Linked DNA regions of Mus musculus: all the other regions are linked to region 1. Evidence: chromatin contacts called from public HiChIP or PLAC-seq data. All regions are on one chromosome and are shown on one strand. The core of a region is the stretch at or near the end of the contact, and the rest is flanking DNA. Distances in the headings are between cores, read along the strand shown. Region 1 overlaps Vmp1 (vacuole membrane protein 1). Region 2 has its middle 27 kb from the start of Gm33742. Region 3 has its middle 6.6 kb from the start of Gm33742.

Evidence for each region. HiChIP or PLAC-seq counts read pairs in DNA pulled down with a chosen protein or histone mark.
Region 2: a contact with region 1 is called in an H3K27ac HiChIP or PLAC-seq map of extraembryonic endoderm stem cells. The contact joins two enhancer-like sites. A contact is called at or near these places in 1 of 115 datasets of contacts at active chromatin or transcription factors (extraembryonic endoderm stem cells) and 1 of 9 other capture datasets (liver).
Region 3: a contact with region 1 is called in an H3K27ac HiChIP or PLAC-seq map of extraembryonic endoderm stem cells. The contact joins two enhancer-like sites. A contact is called at or near these places in 2 of 15 datasets of contacts at CTCF or cohesin (large pre-B cells and pro-B cells), 4 of 484 Hi-C or Micro-C datasets (embryonic stem cells and nephron progenitors), 1 of 115 datasets of contacts at active chromatin or transcription factors (extraembryonic endoderm stem cells) and 1 of 9 other capture datasets (adipose tissue).

The regions. Positions count from the first base shown.
Region 1 is chr11:86,655,531-86,658,571 of GRCm38.p6, reverse strand. The region is part of intron 5 of Vmp1 (vacuole membrane protein 1); the gene reads left to right. Among named protein-coding and RNA genes, the nearest start is that of Vmp1, 27 kb to the left of the region's middle. Within about 2 kb of position 1,526, at least 20 of the 459 cell types and tissues checked have an H3K27ac peak or open chromatin away from gene starts, as enhancers often do. A contact at or near this core is called in extraembryonic endoderm stem cells, where this site is marked.
Region 2 is chr11:86,893,681-86,896,721 of GRCm38.p6, reverse strand. No RefSeq gene overlaps it. Among named protein-coding and RNA genes, the nearest start is that of Gm33742, 27 kb to the right of the region's middle. Within about 2 kb of position 1,636, at least 143 of the 459 cell types and tissues checked have an H3K27ac peak or open chromatin away from gene starts, as enhancers often do. A contact at or near this core is called in extraembryonic endoderm stem cells, where this site is marked.
Region 3 is chr11:86,873,716-86,876,756 of GRCm38.p6, reverse strand. No RefSeq gene overlaps it. Among named protein-coding and RNA genes, the nearest start is that of Gm33742, 6.6 kb to the right of the region's middle. Within about 2 kb of position 1,631, at least 23 of the 459 cell types and tissues checked have an H3K27ac peak or open chromatin away from gene starts, as enhancers often do. A contact at or near this core is called in extraembryonic endoderm stem cells, where this site is marked.

The sequences.
Region 1 (3,041 bases), core at 277-2,776:
AAATGAGTCCTCTTTAAATTGCATACAAATTTAGTATAAAGAAATTTGAGGGCTGGAGAGATAATTGAGTAAAGTACTTTCTGAACAACCTTGAGGACCTGACTTTGAATCCTCGGATGAGCCATTTTCTGACCTCTACCCCTGTGCCATGGCACACAGATACTCACCTGCATGGACACATTCGATAATAATAGCAATAATAGTAGTAGTAGTAGTAGTAGTAGTAGTAGTAGTAGTAGTAGTAGTAGTAGTATTGTAACAGTAAAGTTTATTACAGAATTAATGTAAAGGAAAAGTAAAATCTTTGTTTCTACTAATGAGCATTTTTACACTTGATCAGTGTGCTAGTTTAGTGGAATGTAATTAGAATTTTCTCAGCTTTAACTTTTAATGCATATGAGTATTTTGTATATCTGCATCATGTGTTTGCCTGGTGCCTGTGGAGGAACTGGAGTTACAGACAGTTGTGAGCTGTCTTGTGGGTACTAAGAACTGAACCTGAATCCTATGCAAGAGCAACACAGCCTCTTTACTGCTGAGTCATCTCTCTTGACAATTTCAAGAGCAATTGGGAGGAAGTTCTTTCTCACTGCACTCAATGTTATATCTATTATATACTAAGTCACAAGTAAGGAGATAGAATCATTGAACTTATAAAAACTACTGCATTAATTATACATAAATGTTTCCATGGGAAGTTTTTAGTATATTTGTGTATTATATTTGTATATAAATTGTTAAAATTACATGTGAAATTTTAACACATTTTAAAAAAAGACAGGAAATCAAAAGCAGAGTTTTGATTTGTTCTTAATACAAGCTATTCTAATAACTTTAAAATTTACCATTTCCTTTGTGATTTGTAACAATGTTTTAATTCTTAAGTACAGGGGGTCTCTCTCTCTAGAATCCCAGTGACCAGCATGTCAATCCATGTAAGATGAGCCAGTTCAGCTCAGTACAACTCAGTAGTCTGTGTTGGTTTAAACTTTGAGAATCTGACCCCAAGTAGTTTCCTTTAGATATATTTAATTAAGTACAGTATAATTTGGTGAAAAAATTTCCTGGTGATAATTAACTCAATCCCATGTTGAAACTTTGTAAGAACATGTGACATCTTCCATAAAGATAGGTTCTATATATAGATCGACTGAGAAAAAGAGTTTCATGATAAGGTCTTAGGGAGGATCTGGTGTGGTTTTAGCCACACAGATAATAAAAGTCACCAGGCTCATAACCTCCTCTGCTCTGAAAGCAAGTTCTCTCTCTCTCTCTCTCTCTCTCTCTCTCTCTCTCTCTCTCTCTCTCTCTCTCTCTCTCTCTCAAGATAACCCTGCATGTTTAACATTCCTGGTTTCTCTAGTGCTTCTGTGATGGCACAAGGACCTCTGTGCTTTGCCTCCCACACCTGACAATCTTCACTTCTTTTGTGTATTGTTGTTTGTTTGTTTGGAAGGGGGTGTCACTATATAGCCCTGGCTGTCCTGGACCTTACAGAGATCTTCCTCCCTCTGCCTCCTGAGTGCTAAGATTAAAGACGGGCACCACCATGCCGGGCTCCCTTGTCTTTTGATGATAGGACTGTGTTTGGGAAACCCCAATTGCATGTGCTTTCTTTTATGAGCTTAGATGTGATGATGACGACATTCTGATGGCCTACTTTTTTGTGATGGTGAAATAGACACCTCTACCTTGTTGTAATCATGTAACCCTCAGAGGCCAAGCAGCCATGCTAGGAACGTAGTCTGGGCAGACATACAGTCCCCTTCTTGTCGGATTTTGTGTTTGTATTGTTTGTAAAGTCTTACAGTTCATGTAGTTTGAAAAACTAAAGATTAATTTCTTCTTTATCATGATCATGCTTTCTAAAAATTAAGTAATATGAAAATGCTTTGTATTTCGTGTCCATTGGTCTTCACAGTGGAAGTTGCCTCTTTGCGGTTAAACCTTGTTAATTGTGATCGAATGTACACCAGATGGTCACTTAAGATTAAGACTAAAAAGATTAGATCTTAAAATGAAGTCATATTTTTCAGTTAATGAACAATTTCCTTATTTTTAAGATTAAGTTTTTCAATTGAAAGGTTGTAATTTGAAAATGTGTGTTGGAACCCTCATCACTCAATCAGCAGAGTTGCTGTTTCCATGGGAGTGGTGGGTGTGAGCCAGAGAGCAAAGCGAGCTTCTTTCATCTCTGCGGAACGGTACTTAGTAGGATGATTAGCAGAACCACTGACTTGTGTTGCTTATTCTAATTTCCTGAACATTCTACTTTTGTACCTAGGAGAATAAGCTTTTTATTCTTGTTGAAAAAAAAAAAAAACCTACGTTATTCACATTCTCCAAAGATTGTCATCTACGAGTGGTTTGAAATCAGTTTCCTAGGGGGCTGGAGAGAAAGATGGCCCAGCAGTTAAGGCCAGTGTGTTCTTGTGGAGGACCTTGCTTTCAATTCCCAGCCGCAGATGGTGGCTCACAATCATTCATAGTTCCAGTTCCAGAGAATATAATGCTGTCTGCTGGCTTCCATAGGCATCCATGTGTGTTGAACACATCCACACATGCAGAACAAAATAAATCCTAAGATCCTTTAAAAAAGAGAAAAAACCAATTCTAGAACTTGTCTTAGTACATCTATATTTGGTCACCACTAGATGGCATCACTAACACAATCAATATACTGTTGTATATTTGCCTATAAAGCATTCTTACCCAATTCCCAAATGACTCTCTTAGCTTAGACACATGATTTATTATTTGTCTATATTCACACATACATGGTTTGCTTACATAAGAATGAACGGGGCTGTGTGTAATCTTAGTTGCAGGGGATCCAGTGCTCTTCCTCTTCTGACCTGAATACCAGGCAAGCATATGTTTCACACATTCATGCAGGAAGATGTGCATACAAAGAAAATCTAAAATAATTTTTAAAGGATCAGTAAAATTACCAGTTAGCCTTGCTTTCCATTGACTTGCATATGTGGAAAATAATTCCCACGGCTATATATCCTGGACTGGTCTTGAACTCATAGCATCCT
Region 2 (3,041 bases), core at 387-2,886, 240 kb before region 1:
TCATAGTTGTAACAATTGCCTCAGACACGGGAGTATAAGAGTCACCACATCTGGCTTCAATGATGAATATTCTTTTCTTTCTTTCATTTTTTATTATTTAAAAAATTACCCTTCAGGTCATGATGGTGCATGACCTTTTAATGCTTTAATTAATTCCTTTAGTCCCAGCACACTGGAGACAGATGCAGGAAGATTTTTTGTGAGTTTGACGGGCCAGCCTAGTCTACATAGTGAGTTCCAGGCCAGCTAGAGCTCCACAGCCAGACCCTGTCTCAAAACCATACATTTGTTTGTGTGTGTGTGTGTGCGCATGCGAGTGTGGAGTATGTCCCTGTGGAAGTCTGAGGACAACTTGTCGAGCCAGTTCACTGGTTCACTGGCCCTGATGTCTGATGCGGTATTTCTTTTTTATTTTGTTTTGTTTTGTGTGTTTATTCTTTTCCCAATGTGGCATGTCTTAATTGCCATTTCCCACATGTTTGGTGTGTGTTCTAGAATCTGTACTCCTTGAGCTAAGAACTGTTTTAGCAAAGGAAGTGTGATGTTCTGTTATTGGTGGTCTTTTCTCCTGGGTAGACTCAGAATGGGTCACATGTATCCCAGCTTGTCCTTTAGCTAGCTATATAGGCAAGGAAGTCCCGATCCTCCTGTCTGCCTGCACCTCATAAGATCTTGTGATATCCAGTGCCCTGCCTTAGTATGAACCTTAGTATTCACTTTTTGGAGATAGATTCTTGCTTATAGCCTAGGTTTGCTTGAAAGTCTCTATGTAGCCCAGGCTGGTCCTCAAACTCCCTTCTGCCTTAGCCTCCCTAGTGCTGGGATTACAAGTGTGTACCACCATGCTGAGGCTCCAAGGAGGTCTGCTCAGCATAAAGGCTGCCTTTTTCTGAGGCATGCCTGCACCGTGTGGTTTCAAGTGTCCATTGAGGGAGAGCTGAAGCTGCTTCTGGGACTTCATAGTTTCAGAGTCGCAGACTCCGCCTGCTGGGAGTCCTGGACTTGCTTCTTTTTTTTTTTTTTTTTTTTTTTTTTTAACCAGTAAGCTTTGAATCAGGAGTTGTTTTCTAGGGAAATTTCCCTTCTGAGGCCAGAGCCTTCAAGCCAATGCTACCTTATAATAAGGCCTTTCTTTGCTTTGATCACTGACCTGTCCCCTAAATTAGTTGAAGTCTGAGAACACGGTTTTGTTACGGGGGCAGTTGTTTGAGCCTGTGTTTAAATTCTAGGAATACATTTGGTTTTACTAATGTCATTTGAGAGGACTGGTGAGTTATTTTGGGTGTGCATGGCCCGGCCCTGTAATGCTAGGCCACTCTTGATAAGAGGCACGATTGTACCAGCTAGTTCCCTAAAAAGGCTTGCATTCCATTCAGCATGGAGCGCTGAGGCTGCAGACTCCCGCTATCTGGACTATAGGCTCTCACGTTTCTCCCAAGTGGATAGGTAGCTGGAGGCAGAAAGAAAGCTTGTTTTTCTTTACCCGTGTCCCATAAGCCCACTCTACCACGTGCAAAGATTCTCCCCCTAGTTTCACACTAGAAACTAGGAAAAATCAAATTAGTCCCCCAACTCCCTACCCCAGAGACAGGCTATCATGTAGCCCAAGCTGACCTTGAATTTGCTGCATAGCCAACTATGTAGATGAGGCTGGCTTTGAACTTCTAACCTCCTACCTCCACCTCCCTAGGGATGATTCCAGACCTATGTCACCATGCCTGGCTCAAGTTAATAGTACTTTAGTTATACCAAGTAGACGTCCATTAATACTTTGAAACCAGAGGACAGACATATACTCGGCTGGCACTAGTGAAGCCATACCCACACTGGAATGGGTTCCCAGCACAGAACCAACAGGAGGGCAGGCCAATGTCTGGGCTTCGGATGGCTTGCCTTTAAGATCGAGGTGTCGTGTGGCATTCATTTAAGCTCAGCCCTTGGAGGCAGAAGCAATGAGATCCGTCATTTAAGGTCATTCCTGATCACAGAGGGAGTCTGAGGCCAGCCTGGGCTACATGAGATGCTATCTCAAAGAAACAAAAAACAAAACTAGAGAGAGGGAAAAAAACATTAAAATAAAAGTTAAAATCTAGATGTCAGGGTGAAAATATTCTATTGGGCCTAAGGTCTGCCGTAGAATCTTCTACCAGAGGAAGCAGACACCCGCGTGCCCCAGCTGGCTGCCAGACAGCACGGTGTCACGGGGAGTCTTGGCTGACTCACTTTTCGCTGGTCTCAGCCCAAATGCCTGCCCTGATATGGTTCTAGGTTATCCCTTCCTAGAAAATTCGGTGCCTCACTTTGGCCCATCCGTTGTGGAAAGACCTGGAAAGACGTGCCCTGTGCTGCCACCTAACGGCTGCTCCCAGTCAAGGCAGGGCTTCTCCCGCTGTTCTCGGCGGCACTGTACAGCCCCTCTCTGCCCATCCTACCTGCTTTGAGAGGCTCGCAAAGGGAGGAGCGCTCTTCCAGGTGCGCTCATTTCAGGGCACCAGGGCTGTGACTAAGACTGGCAAGTCGTCTTAAACTTCGCCACGTCCCGGTTGTTATTTCCTGTCTGTTCCCCCGCCGTGATTAACGGTAAAACTCTGAAGGCAGAGGGGGACCAACGTGCTTGTTTACTGAGAGAGGAAGGAAGCGGGGGGAGCTGGGAAGAAGGTACCCTAGGTTTAAGGGAAATAACAGCCTGGCAATGAGGTGGGCGGATGGAGCTGATGGGAAGGGAGGCTTGTTAGAAAAAGGAAAGAGCAGGTGCCAGTCAGATAGCTCTGCCAGCCTTTCCAGTTTTATCCTTTTAAATAATGATTTGTTTATTTGAGACAGGGTCTCACGCAGCGCAATCAAGCCTTTGTGCCTTGACTCCTCCTCCTCCTCCTCCTCCTCCTCCTCCTCCTCCTCCTCCTCCTCCTCCTCCTCCTCCTCCAAGACAGGGCCTCACTATGTAGCTCTAGAACTCCACTATGTAAACCAGGCTGGCCTGGAAGTCACAGAGATTCTCCTGCCTCGGTGCCCAGCTGCTGAGATTACAGGAATGTGCCACC
Region 3 (3,041 bases), core at 382-2,881, 220 kb before region 1:
AGGCAAGGGCACAGCCGTGGAGAGGAAGCAATCTTCTGTCGCCAGCCAGAGTTTGAATGGCATTGTCAGGCAGACAGAGAAGAAGGTCAAGGACTTGCTCCTGGACGTTTTCGGTGGATCCGCTGTGCCCTCCCTAAGTACTTCTGACAGATTGATTTCCTCTGCACAGGAGAGTCACATTTTGAACTTTGGTTTCTAAAATACATTAAATCATACTTTGGCTTCTCGGGGGCAGGAGGGGCTGTGCATAATGACGACTCATTTGCTTCTTGTCTCATCTAAGGAAATTATCTCTTCAAAGCGATCAGGTGCTTCTGACCTGTTCTTAAGTGTCGGTATTTTTGAGCTAACTTAGGAAGTGTGTAGGATAATTGTTAGCACTCAAGAGGACCCAGTTCTAGCCTAGTGTTAAAATCTCAGAGATGCACAGATGCCCCCTTTCTTTGTGGAGGGAGGAAAAGATACTTGTGCATGCCAGGATTGCTGCTAGAAACCTCAGGGTGGACGGCAAATTGACAGCTCCTGTCATGGATCAACAGTCAGAAGCCAAGCATTCTACTGTGTAGAAATAGCCCAAAGCAGCCCCCTCCTCCTGTGTGTGAGGAGTTACGTGTGCGAGTGAGCACGTGATGAGTATACTGGCTAGAGGTCCATGTTGGGGTCCTTCATGGTTCCTCCCCCTACCCCCAATTTTACTTTATGTGTATGAGGTTTTTTGTTTTGTTTTGCTTTTTTGTTTGTTTGTTTGTTTGTTTAGGGTTTTTTTTTTTTTTTTTTTTGCCATTCAGGCCTCTACACCATGTACATGAAGTTCCCACAGTGTCCAGAAGAGGGCACTGGATCCCCTGGGACTGCAGTTACAGATGGCTGTAGGTGCTGGGAATTGAACCAGGCAGGTCTTTGGGAAACACAGGCAGTGCTCTTAACCTTTGAGTCATCTCTCCAACCCCCTCCACTTTCTTTTTTGAGACTGTGTCTCTTCCTGAACCCACACCTCACCCATCCATTAAGACTCACTGGCCAATGAACTCCAAGGATCCGTCTGTGTCTTCCTTCCTAGATTTCAGACAGGTGCTACCACGCTTGACTTTTTAAGTGGGTGCTAGGGATCCGAACTCAGACCCTCACATCTGTTTAGCAAATACTTTACCAAACTGAACCACCTCCCCAGCTGGTCTCTGCCTCTTTTTGTTTATTTGTTTTGAGATTCACTGCCCTCAGACTTACTATGTAGCTGAGGCTGGCCTCAAACTCCTGATTCTTCTGCTGGGGAATATACAGGTATATGTCATCGTATCATCATATCTGACTTTATCATTTCCCCACAGTTTACCTAATTTTTATCGGTTTGCTTGTGGAAGCAGTAAAAGGTGGCATGTACCAAAAGCAGTCCTCATGGGGAGAAAGAAACCAATGTATTATTTGTACCAGGCATGAGGCTAAGGCCATATGCTAGTATTCATTCAGTGCTCTCAAAAATGTCTCCAAATAAATTTCCTTATATGTTTCATTTTATGGATGCAGAAGTCGAGGTTTAGAGGGCAAATTCCAGGTTCCTAACCACCCAGACTGTCCCTGCGTCTCTCTAGGGTTGGACTCACCCGCAGGCTTTTCTGTGGCAAGAGTAACCCCCCTTACCTCCACCAGGTTGCACTGTAACTCTGCTTACCTGAGTTCTGCAGCGTCCCTTTGCCTACATGCATCTAAGTGCAGGTTTCTTGGCCCCACTTCTGTGAGCTTCCAGCACCACTGGTTTCCCTGAGGATGGAGCATGGCTTGCTCCACTATCTACAAAGGTTAGCGCACAGCAAGACAAGCACCCAGACTAGCTCCACGCAGCCAGGCAAAGCCTGTTCCGAGAAGAGCACGCTCCACTCGGAGACAGTCTGCTCAGGCTTGCAGAACAGTGTGTTAGGACAGGGATACGGACGGCTGGGGATGTAGCTCAGCGTCTGAGTACTTGTCCAGCATATATCAAGCCCTGGGGTCAAGTCACAGTAGCAGAACAGCTTTTAAAAAGTGGGGGCCTACAGTCTGGGAGGGGGTGGGAGCTAAAGATGGAAATACATCCCTGATGGGGAGCATGTAACTGGGCAAGCCTCATGCTGGGATAAAAGGCACAGCCCAGAATATCAAGGGCTCCCTGTGACGGAGTTCAGTAGGGAGAAATTCAAGAAGGCTTGATATTTAAGAATCAAGCCAGGCCAGGAATGATGGCATACACCTACAATCCCAGCAGTCAGAAACCAAAGGTAGAAGACTGGTGAATTCTAAGGCAGCCTAGGTTACATAGCAAAATCCTGTCTCAAAACAAATAAGAGGACAGGTGTCATAGAGGGGTCTTTCTCTGCCTATACCCCTTTCCTTGGGCTTGAAGGCTACTCTCTCCAGATCACATGTAAAATTCCTAAGCCCCAGCAACCCACTACATGTCCCGATTTGGAAATATAGCTGTTATAGACGAAAATGGTTCAGGCATCATGAAGGTGTCCCTGTTCTCAGAAGGTCGGATGGCTCTGTGGTTAAGAGCACTGGCTGCTTTTCCTGAGGACCTGAGTTCAATTCCCACCACCCACATGGCAGCTCACAGTTGTTGATAACTCCAATTCCAGGAGATCCAGTGATATCTTCTGGCCTTAGTGGGCACCAGGGATATACATGGTCCACAGGCATACATGCAGGCAAGACACTCTTGCACACAGAATGATAAAATAAAATTTAATTTAAAACCAAAAAAGAAATTCAGACACACACAGAGAATATCGTGTGAGGAGGAAGGCAGAGAAAAGAAGGGAACATCCATATGCCAAGGGGTGCCACAGCTCACCAGCAACCCCAGAAGCTATGAAGAGGAAGGGAACAGCTCCTCTTGGCCCTCAGAAGAGACCCACCCAGACGGAACTTTGATTTCAGACTTTTGGATTCCAGATCTAAGAGACGATACAACTCTGCTATTGAAGCCAATCAGCTCGTGGTATTTGGGTCAGTAGCCTTGCAGACTAATGAATCCCTTTTTTCTAAAGAGGTACCCCGTTCCTCAT